Linked DNA regions of Hordeum vulgare: region 1 is linked to region 2. The links are chromatin contacts, called in public Hi-C maps. All regions are on one chromosome and are shown on one strand. Each heading gives the region's core, a stretch centred on a gene start, on an enhancer-like site or on the middle of the called end of the contact. The rest is flanking DNA. Distances are from core to core; before and after follow the strand shown. Region 1 has its middle 53 kb from the start of LOC123452034. Region 2 holds the start of LOC123452883 (probable cellulose synthase A catalytic subunit 2 [UDP-forming]).

What was found. Hi-C and Micro-C count contacts between places; a contact is called where the count stands out from the background.
Region 1: a contact with region 2 is called in a Hi-C map of leaf, with 2.5 times the contacts expected there. The contact joins the enhancer-like site here to the promoter of LOC123452883 in region 2. A contact is called at or near these places in 3 of 6 Hi-C or Micro-C datasets (leaf and seedling).

The regions. Positions count from the first base shown.
Region 1 is chr5H:555,182,227-555,187,292 of MorexV3_pseudomolecules_assembly, reverse strand. No RefSeq gene overlaps it. Among protein-coding and RNA genes, the nearest start is that of LOC123452034, 53 kb to the left of the region's middle. Within about 2 kb of position 3,387, at least 1 of the 3 cell types and tissues checked has open chromatin away from gene starts, as enhancers often do. A contact at or near this core is called in leaf, where this site is marked.
Region 2 is chr5H:555,071,186-555,076,043 of MorexV3_pseudomolecules_assembly, reverse strand. LOC123452883 (probable cellulose synthase A catalytic subunit 2 [UDP-forming]) reads left to right here and starts at 1,300. Exons shown (of 13, transcript XM_045129611.1): 1 at 1,300-2,041; 2 at 2,174-2,412; 3 at 2,505-2,604; 4 at 2,726-2,912; 5 at 3,171-3,437; 6 at 3,514-3,859; 7 at 3,941-4,078; 8 at 4,186-4,311; 9 at 4,397-4,609; 10 at 4,756-4,858. The coding sequence starts at 1,315.

The sequences.
Region 1 (5,066 bases), core at 2,138-4,637, 110 kb before region 2:
GAACACCTAGGTTACCAGAATTATTGCCACAAGGTAACATCTTGAACACCCAGGTTACAAGCATTTATTGCCACAAGGTAACATCCTGAATATGTGCAGCAAAAAGTTTCACCTATGTCATGTAAACCGCATTATCTCTGTTCATTATGCCTCATTTACCTCAAGAATCAGGACCAAGCATAGATGATGCATACTCATAATCTCTGTCCATGCATGCCCCCATGTATATCATTCAGATATAAGATCAACAAAGTTGTGGATTTTCTTTTATCTGCTGGCCTCAATGCAACGAACATAGCCATGCATGATTGCTTTTCTTTTTATCCAGAGCCATGATTACTTTATATAATGTTGAACTTACAGTCTGACAATGATACGTATAAAAACATCCAATTAGATAATTGTATAGAGTCCATGACTAGACATGAACAAAAAGTGCATTGGAAATTTGGGAGAGGAAAATAGAATTTCTGCACCACCGAGATAATCAACATCTCTTTAACATAACCTTTTCTTATCCTACAGCCCTGATCCAGTAGTTATTCTTACTGTAATCACATCAAATATCTTGTATTTTTTCCCCTTTTTTTTTGGCAAAATCTGGTATGCCGGATAGTTACCATTTTCACAGGAACTTTTGACCAAGTGCGCCATATGTGGTTTCCGAATAATATGAACAATGATCTTAACTGGCAATGACTAGGTAAGAGTATGTGGTGATACTCCACCTTTCAGTTATGAGCAAGGATAAGTAAGAAATTGGCATACTTTCAGGGTGCATCTTTCTTGTTCAACTTTTCCAAACATTTATATGGCATGTATATGAATATCTTGCTTGTTCAAGTTTGTCTGAATTTTCTTGCTTCCATTGTCTCCTACTCCATTACAAACACCTAGAACTCAGAGATATGCTAACCTGTTCAGCTGAACCATACTACAATGCTAACTTTGGCTTACCTGAAAACAGATAATCAGAGTATCAGGTGCCACTCAAGATTTACCCAAATCTGCTGTATCAATGTCCATGGTGTGAATCCAAAATTTATTTAGGTAGGCAAGCTTAAGTTGAAGCAGCTCCGGAATGGAAAGGTGGCCTTCACAAAAGGGGCATACTACTTGGAAGATGGTGTGGACGGTGGAGTAAGGGTTTTAGGGAGCTTCTTGACCTTCTGTCCGTGTATCGTAGCAGGTTTAGTGGTCTTGAAGTAGTGGAGAAGTTTCAGACGAAGTGCAAGAATATGCAGAGCGCATAAGTTTGTATGTGAACGTTTACCCTGGATGTGAATATGTGATCATGCAGATCCCTGTTCCATGAGTGAGTTATCGTATTTACCGAAATACTTTCTTGCATCTTTTTTTCTATTTATTCTTAATTTTATTCGAAATATCGGAATATATGTATAATACAGTATGTCCTTGTAAAGATAACGAAGGTCGTATCTGCTTAGAGCCTGCTGATCTTATCACAACCTGAACTCAAGCTACTTGATCAGGCATGGGAAGGATCTACAACGCAACTTAGCGGTACGGACGCGGGCTCTGGAGATTGGGGGGCGATTTTGAAATCCCCCTCGATCTGCACGGCGGTTTAGCCGGAGGATGGCCGGAGCTGTTGGCAAGCTCGCCTGGTGTGCTGGTCCTGCGGCCAACGCCATCGCTGCATCGCGCCAACCTGGGTACCATTACCAAGTCCGGCGCCCTTCCGCTGGGCATGGCTGGGCACATGTGGCCGACGACGCCACTGAGTAGGATGGGCGTGTGGAGGTCGCGGTCTCCTTGGCGCCCTCGGCATTCGGCGAGTTCCTTGCCATGGCCTCGTCGCTACGCGCTCGAGACGGCCGGAGGGGTGGTGCGCACGCGCCGGCGGTCGCCTCGGCCGCGCCTTCGCGGGAGGCCCGCTTGGCCGTCCTAATGGTGCGTGTCAGCCGGATGTCGGGCTTTCGGGCCGGGCCAGCCGGGCAGGGCTGCCCATGCCCGGGACTAACTGAAATACAAGACTCAAAAATTCCGAATTTTAACAATTAAATACCAGTAATGTGGTCTCACCGAAACTACGAAAATATGAAATTTTGGAGTAGTATGTGTAATCGAGTTTTTAATTCAGTTCCATTGAACTGAGCAATAATGTTGTTATTGTTGGACTTTTGAATGTAAATTGCACAAAAGTACCACAATCCGGTCATTAAATACAGATTGCTATCAAGATTGGTAATTTTTATATGTTAGTACCAAGTCTGGGACAAGCCGTTACGAAAAGATCTAAACCAGTATAAATATCTTTACCTACTAATTACTAATAAAGCAATTAATGCTTCTGTCGTCCGTCATTAATAAATCGGCGGTTCCTCTCCTTCAACAGGAACAGATCCACCAAGATATAACAACAGCACGGCCATCCCAAGTGGTTGGAGCTGCGCGCTTAAAACCTGGAGACGCGGGTTTGATCCCTCTCCATCACACTTTTCTCCCCCTATTTTGTCTGTCACCAGACTGGGCCGGTCCAGTATGACCTTGAACACTTATTTTTCTTAATTATTTATTTTTGTTTTATTTGGATATATTTTGAATATTTTTTTATAAAAATCACCTATATATGCAAACTTTGATAAAATGTTAATCATGCACTGAAGGAATGCCAAAATTGAATTAAAAAATCATTATATAGAAAAAAGGTACAACGCGTAATGAAAAATAACTATATAATTTTTAGTTCTTTTTGAATTTTTCGATCATGCATTTAAAAAATATTAAATGTTTCCAATGTATAAAAAACATACAGAAAAAAATACAATGTATATGTAAAAAATTAGACATAACAAATTAATATGGAAAGAAAATGCTAATCATGTACTTGGAAAATATCAAACACATATAAAAAATATTCCTGATGTATACGAAAAAATATAGAATGTGTATAAAAAACTAAATATCAAAACTAAATATGGTTTGATAAATTTTGACCATGAAATTGAAAAATATTAAACATGTAAATATAAAAATATATAATGGCTTAACTTCTGATTTTCATATTGTCTAAGCATATTTTTTTTCAACTGTCTAAGTATTTTTTTTTGTACACCCGATGCAACGCACGGGCGTTTTTGCTAGTGCATATAAACAGAACCTCGTTGGCTGGCTATTTTTGTCTCCAGGAACCAATCGGAGATGCCCGCCGGGACCCTGTCACGAAGGGAGAAGGCCGTAGAATTCTCCCACCGTGCCGAGGAAGCACGTCGTGGCACTCAACTCAACTACCCATGTCGCTTTTGTGTGCAGATCTGGATTACCATGCGCTAAATCGGCTTCTGGTCGGTCGTCATGGGCTCGATCGAGCGTGCGTGCGTGTTCTCTCCCCCTCTCCGCCGCGAAGGCCGGTGACGGACAGCGAGAGCATTCATTAACTACAGTTGATCGTTTTCTCCATTGAATTCCGTCTTTATCACAGCTGCAGCACGCAGCTGCCCGTGACGTGCGAACATGGATCCAGTCTTTTCTCCCGGATCATGGATATCTCGCGTGGGCTCTTCACGGTTTTAATTCGGTTTTAGTCGCCACCTGGCTTGCTGGTCCATGCACGGAAGCTGTTGGATCGTTGAACCATCATCATCATCATCATCTTCTTCTTCTTCTTCTTCTTCTTCTTCTTCTTCTTCTTCTTCTTCTTCTTCTTCTTCTTCGTGGCAGGGGAGAGAATAGCAGAAAGGGGCAGAGAGAGGAAGGCGCCGCTATGTCAATGCCGTGGGCGATGACCGTATCCGTCGTGGACAAGGTGTGGGAGGTCCTGGCGGCGTGGGTGTCGTCGTGCCTCGCCGGCGCCACCGCCGTCGCCCGCGCCTTCCGGACAGGGGACCTCGTCGGATCCTTCCGGCCCGGCATCTGACACTCCTCGCTGCCTCCCTTCGTGCAGGTAGGTGACCATACATCCCTGAACTTATCCATGCTCCTCTATGGTTCTTCCTGATCATGCTCATGCATGGACACTCGTATCTCCGACTCTCCATGCTGTAATTTATTTTAGTTCCCACAAAGCTCCTGTTCTCAGCCTTGATTTTGGAACTTATTTTGTTGGTTCGTTTCTTCCTTCCATCCTAGTATTTCACATGACTCGACTTGGTCTTGATCTGCCCGTCTTGTTGCAGATCGGTCGCTTCCATTGCTACGGCGCTGCTCCTGTCGATCAAGCGCGGAGCTCTCGATCCGTCAGGTCGTTGTAGCAACATCATTGTTTTTTGTTTAGTTTAGTTTAGTTTAGTTTAGTGCGTGTCTATTATATCGCGCGGTGGCAGTGTAACATTGGACGGCATTATTCTTCTTCTATTTTTATTCTTTCATTGGTGTACATAACAAATTAATAATACTAGTGGTGATCTCGGAAATGAGTGGAATGGTTCAGTGATTAACTTCTGTTGTATACCAAAAATGGACATCTTGCAAGCATTATCAAAGCTTCTGGGTGGTCGATGAAAACCAAGAACGCCCGGCCAGGGTACATGATGTTATCCTGATCAGTTTTGACTATATTGTTTCATATACAGAACTTAAATTGTTCATAAATGAACAATTCAACAGTATCAACACTAGGAAATAGATCGGTACATAAATGCTAGGATCATCTTTTAGTAGCACCGAACATAAGCATAGGAATGATGTTAATTAAGCCCCCGTTCCCTAGCCAATTTACTCTCCAATTTGCTAACATTACCGACAGTAATTGAAGATCTGAAGTTATGGGTCAGATTCTTTAAAAAAACTAGGTCAACCAGTGAGAGTAACACCGACAAAAGATAAAAAAGGAAAGAAAGCATGGATGAACAAGAAACACAAAATGTTATGAGCAATCATTATCTTAAGAAATGTGTAACTTACCATAGTCATACACGCCACATAGACTGTGCATATATTATTGGGTTAATTTCATTCTTACCCCCAAAATGAGCCGAAGTACCCCGTAATGTATGTCACTTTGGCTCATTTTGGGGTAAAAATGAAATTAACTCTATATTATTTATGCATCATTGTCTTTGGAACATTATAGCTGGTTCATCTCCCATTTCTAGGGTTTGTCT
Region 2 (4,858 bases), core at 51-2,550:
AGTCCAACTAATGCAAAAGAGGCTCGTAGTATGGCTACGAAGAGAACATGTGGGTAGCAGTTCGCTACTCGGCATGGCTCTCGAGGACCACCGGCCCGATCTCTTCCCGACTCACCTCAACCCGAACAACCATCCCACAACCTTAAAAATCTCCTAACCTAACCGCCTCGATGGCACTCTCCTCTCTTGCGACCATGGGGACAGCCGCCTCGGCCCAACCTTTCATGACATCGATCATTCAGCTCTTCCCTGCCACAGGTCGCCGACCCTGCTCGTCGCTAGTTGAAGTCGCGCCCGCCCCCAGTGGCGGAGGCAGGGGGTGCTGGCAGGGGCCTTGGCCCCCCCCCTATGCTCTCACAAATACACCTATATGTACTCTTAATCCTTTATTTTTCACATAAAATTAGCTAGGTTTATGTGATTTGACCCTTCTAACAATATATGATATGTTTTGGCTCCCTTTATATTCAGTTTCTGCCTCCGCCACTGCCCGCCCCTAGACACCGTGGTTGCATGCACAACCACCCTCCTTTTTCACTTCCCCCGCTCTGCTTCCCCTCCCTCCCCCTTCGGTATGTTTTCCAACGTTATGCCCCTCCTTCCTCCATGTGCCCCTCCTTTCAGCCGTTTTTGGACGTTTTGACCCTCCTTCCGGCCGTTTTCCTACGTTCTGCGCCTCCTTCCTCCCTCTATCAAATCTCTCAAGATCCGAAGTTTGTTTCCACCGTCGTACTAATTTGCGTGACAGTTCTTTTCATTTTTCTTAGAGCAGCAGGCTTGCGCAGAAAAGATGGATGCTAAACATTGTTTTCTAATATAAAGAAATCGACGTTTTGTTGACATTCCAAGAGTGTAATAGCTGGACATTGAGCATCTCAGAAATATCGTGGATTGAGCATCTCAGAAATATATTACGTGTCGATTTTCGAAGTTACTACTGTACTTTGTACTGTACTCCATTCCTCGAATAAAAGGTGCAATGATGTGTGAGCTCACGCCGGTCTCTCCTCTGCTCGACAGCTCAAGCGCAGCTAAAGAGCCAAACAAGCCTGTCTTCCCTCCTGCGAGCGCGATCATCACCAGCTGTCGTCCCGTCCGGGTCCGGGTCACCTGGCCCCACGCCCCGCACCCACATTCCGTTTCGCGTCACGCTTCCCTGCCGTTTCTCACGCGACGACCGCCGTCCGGTCCACGCCCACTGCACGCCGGGCCCACCCAGCCGGTCATCATCGTCGTCATCTCCCCGCCGCAAACCGCGATCCCGCCACCAAATCCGATGGCAATTAAGCGGCGCATTAGGGGAGCTCCCCAGAAATGGCTAACCCCCGCCGCGCAAGCGACAACAGCGCCAGCAGCACTAGCACCAGAGCCAGAGCCAGCGCCAGCAACAGCACGCGGACGGGCTCACGCGGCGCCTGCGCCCGCGGCCCTCGCCATCGCCGTCGCCCCTCGCTGGTCCCGCCGCGTCCTGCCACTGGCCCCACCCCCCGCCCACGCTGCCGTCCCCATCCGCGCGTAGCTGGACTCCACCGCCGCTACTGCCGCCCCTGTGGCGCGCCCAGGGCGATTTGGGGGGACCGGGCTGGGCCGAGGGTTTTCGCGGCCGCTCCCTTGCTGATCGGGGTCTCCTCGGACGAGGAGCGCTTGGGGGGCGCGGCGACTCGCTGCGTTCGTGGCGGGTGGCGGGTGAGCTCGCGGCGCGGGCGCCATGGCAGGCGCGGCGGTGAGTGGCAGTTTTTTTTGGGGGTTTCGGTGGTGCTTCTGTGTACGTGGATGGATTTATGGTCCGGCGGTTGGTCTCAGTGCGCTGTTCCGTCCTTCTTATTTTGTGCGCCCGCGCAGAAATCGGGAACGGGGAGGCATGGCGCTGGGCAGGTGTGCCAGATCTGCGGCGACGGCGTGGGCGCGGCGGCGGACGGCGAGCTCTTCGCCGCCTGCGACGTCTGCGGCTTCCCCGTCTGCCGGCCCTGCTACGAGTACGAGCGCAAGGAGGGCACCCAGGCCTGCCCGCAGTGCAAGACCAAGTACAAGCGCCACAAGGGTATGCTTGCCGCTGCTCACTCTCCACTGCACCCCCGATTAAAAAAAACAGGATAATAATCCTGAAGCAGCTGGGAATTCAACAAGTGTGAGAGATTTAATTAACCCTGCCCGGCTGTGTCACGTTGTTCAGGCAGCCCACCGGCACGTGGGGATGAAAGCGAGGACGATGCCAGCGACTTCAACTACCCAGCCTCTGGGAACCAGGATCACAAGCACAGGGCTCCTGAGAAGATGCTCACCTGGCGCAGGAACTCGGGAGCTAGTGATGACATTGGCCTCACCAAGTTCGGCAGCGGTGAGATTGGGCTTCACAAGTATGACAGTGGAGAAATCCCTCATGGATACATCCCGCGCTTCTCTCATAGCCAGGTTGTAATTGCAGCTTGTTCTGGTTGTGCCCAACACCCAACGGTACTTGGGAATATGAAACTGACATTTTGGCTTCGTCTATGTCTGCACAGGCCTCGGGAGAAATTCCTGGAGCTTCCCCCGATCATATGATGTCCCCTGCTGGAAATGTTGGCAAGCGCGGACATCCATTTGCCTATGTGAACCACTCTCGTATGTATATGTACCACTCTCATATGTATATATGCACCATTACGATCGCCTCTCTACTTTGCTGCACTTGCAGCCCGCTGTGAATGAGTAGTTGTTGCCTCATGCTTCTGAATGTTTACAGCAAATCCATCAAGGGAGTTCTCTGGTAGCCTTGGCAATGTTGCGTGGAAAGAGAGAGTTGATGGCTGGAAAATGAAAGACAAGGGTGCAATTCCCATGACTAATGGAACAAGCATTGCTCCTTCCGAAGGCCGTGGAAATGGTGATATCGATGCATGTACTGACTATGGCATGGAAGACCCCTTACTGTGAGTTATAATTTTAATTTCTCTTGCACACCATTAGCCGTCTTAGTGTTGTTTGCTTTATCCGATTAATTTACATGAGGTGAGTTTGGGTGGGTTTCTGTTATATTTGAATACCTTCTGGTATTAACCCCTTGATTTGAACTGAGATTGCTAGATCATATTCTAAATGGGTGTACATATGTTGCCAAAACTGTAAATACTAGATTTGGTGTATTGACTTGCAGTAATAACTTTTGTCTTGGGCCATATGAATTACAGGAATGATGAAACACGCCAGCCTCTCTCTAGAAAAGTGCCAATTCCTTCATCCAGAATAAATCCCTACAGAATGGTCATTGTGCTACGATTGATTGTCCTCTGTATCTTCCTGCACTACCGTATCACAAACCCTGTCCGTAATGCATATCCACTTTGGCTGCTGTCGGTGATATGTGAGATTTGGTTTGCTTTTTCCTGGATTTTGGATCAGTTCCCCAAGTGGTCTCCAGTGAATCGTGAAACTTACCTTGACAGGCTGGCTTTAAGGTGATGTGCAATATGTAGTGCTAATAGAAATGTTTATACTGAAATAGTACTGACAGTATATCACTTGCACTATCAGGTATGACCGGGATGGTGAGTTGTCTCAGTTGGCTCCTGTTGACATTTTTGTCAGTACTGTGGATCCTATGAAGGAGCCTCCTCTCGTCACTGCAAATACTGTGCTTTCTATCCTTGCTGTGGACTACCCTGTTGACAAAGTATCTTGCTATGTATCTGATGATGGAGCTGCGATGCTTACCTTTGATGCACTTGCTGAGACTTCAGAGTTTGCTAGAAAATGGGTACCGTTTTGTAAAAAGTATAACATAGAACCCAGAGCACCAGAGTGGTACTTTGCTCAGAAAATTGATTTCTTGAAAGACAAAGTTCAGACTTCATTCGTTAAAGACCGTCGAGCCATGAAGGTAGATTTTGGTTTATTAGTGTATATTTGTTGGTTGTTCTAGTTTCTATTTGAGGACATTAATTTTTATTGAACTCCACAGAGAGAATATGAAGAGTTCAAAGTTCGCGTTAATAGCCTTGTAGCCAAAGCCGAGAAAGTTCCTGAGGAAGGATGGATCATGCAAGACGGCACACCTTGGCCTGGGAACAATACTAGGGACCATCCTGGAATGCTTCAGGTCAGGCTCATGTTCTAGCAAAGGTTACTTGATTAAGAGCTGGATCTGCCAGCGGGACTAGTTAATACATCAACCATTTTCTAACTCAAATTTCTGGTCATGTTCAGGTTTTCCTTGGTCATAGTGGAGGCCTCGATACTGATGGCAATGAGCTTCCTCGTTTGGTTTATGTGTCTCGTGAGAAACGTCCTGGATTCCAGCACCACAAGAAAGCTGGTGCCATGAATGCACTTGTGAGTAGTTAAATGTCACTGAAATCGTAAGTTACCTTATATATTCGATTACCTGGATGTAATGGACGTGAAATGCTTTCTGCAGGTTCGTGTATCAGCTGTCCTTACTAATGGGCAGTACATGTTGAATCTTGATTGTGATCACTACATCAACAATAGCAGCGCTTTAAGAGAGGCTATGTGCTTTCTTATGGACCCTAATCTAGGAAGGAAAATCTGTTATGTCCAATTTCCTCAGAGGTTCGATGGCATTGATACGAATGATAGATATGCAAACAGGAACACCGTGTTTTTTGATGTAAGTTATTGTGCTTATCACTTTCTTATCTCACTGGCTCTAAGTAGTATTAATGAACCACTTTTGTTAATATTGTTGCTGGATGAGCTTTTTCCTAAAATCCGTTTGACAATGACCCGTAACTTAACTGTATCTTTTTGCTGCAGATTAACTTGAGGGGTCTCGATGGCATTCAAGGACCAGTTTATGTGGGGACTGGTTGTGTGTTCAACAGAACAGCTTTATATGGTTATGAACCCCCGATGAAGA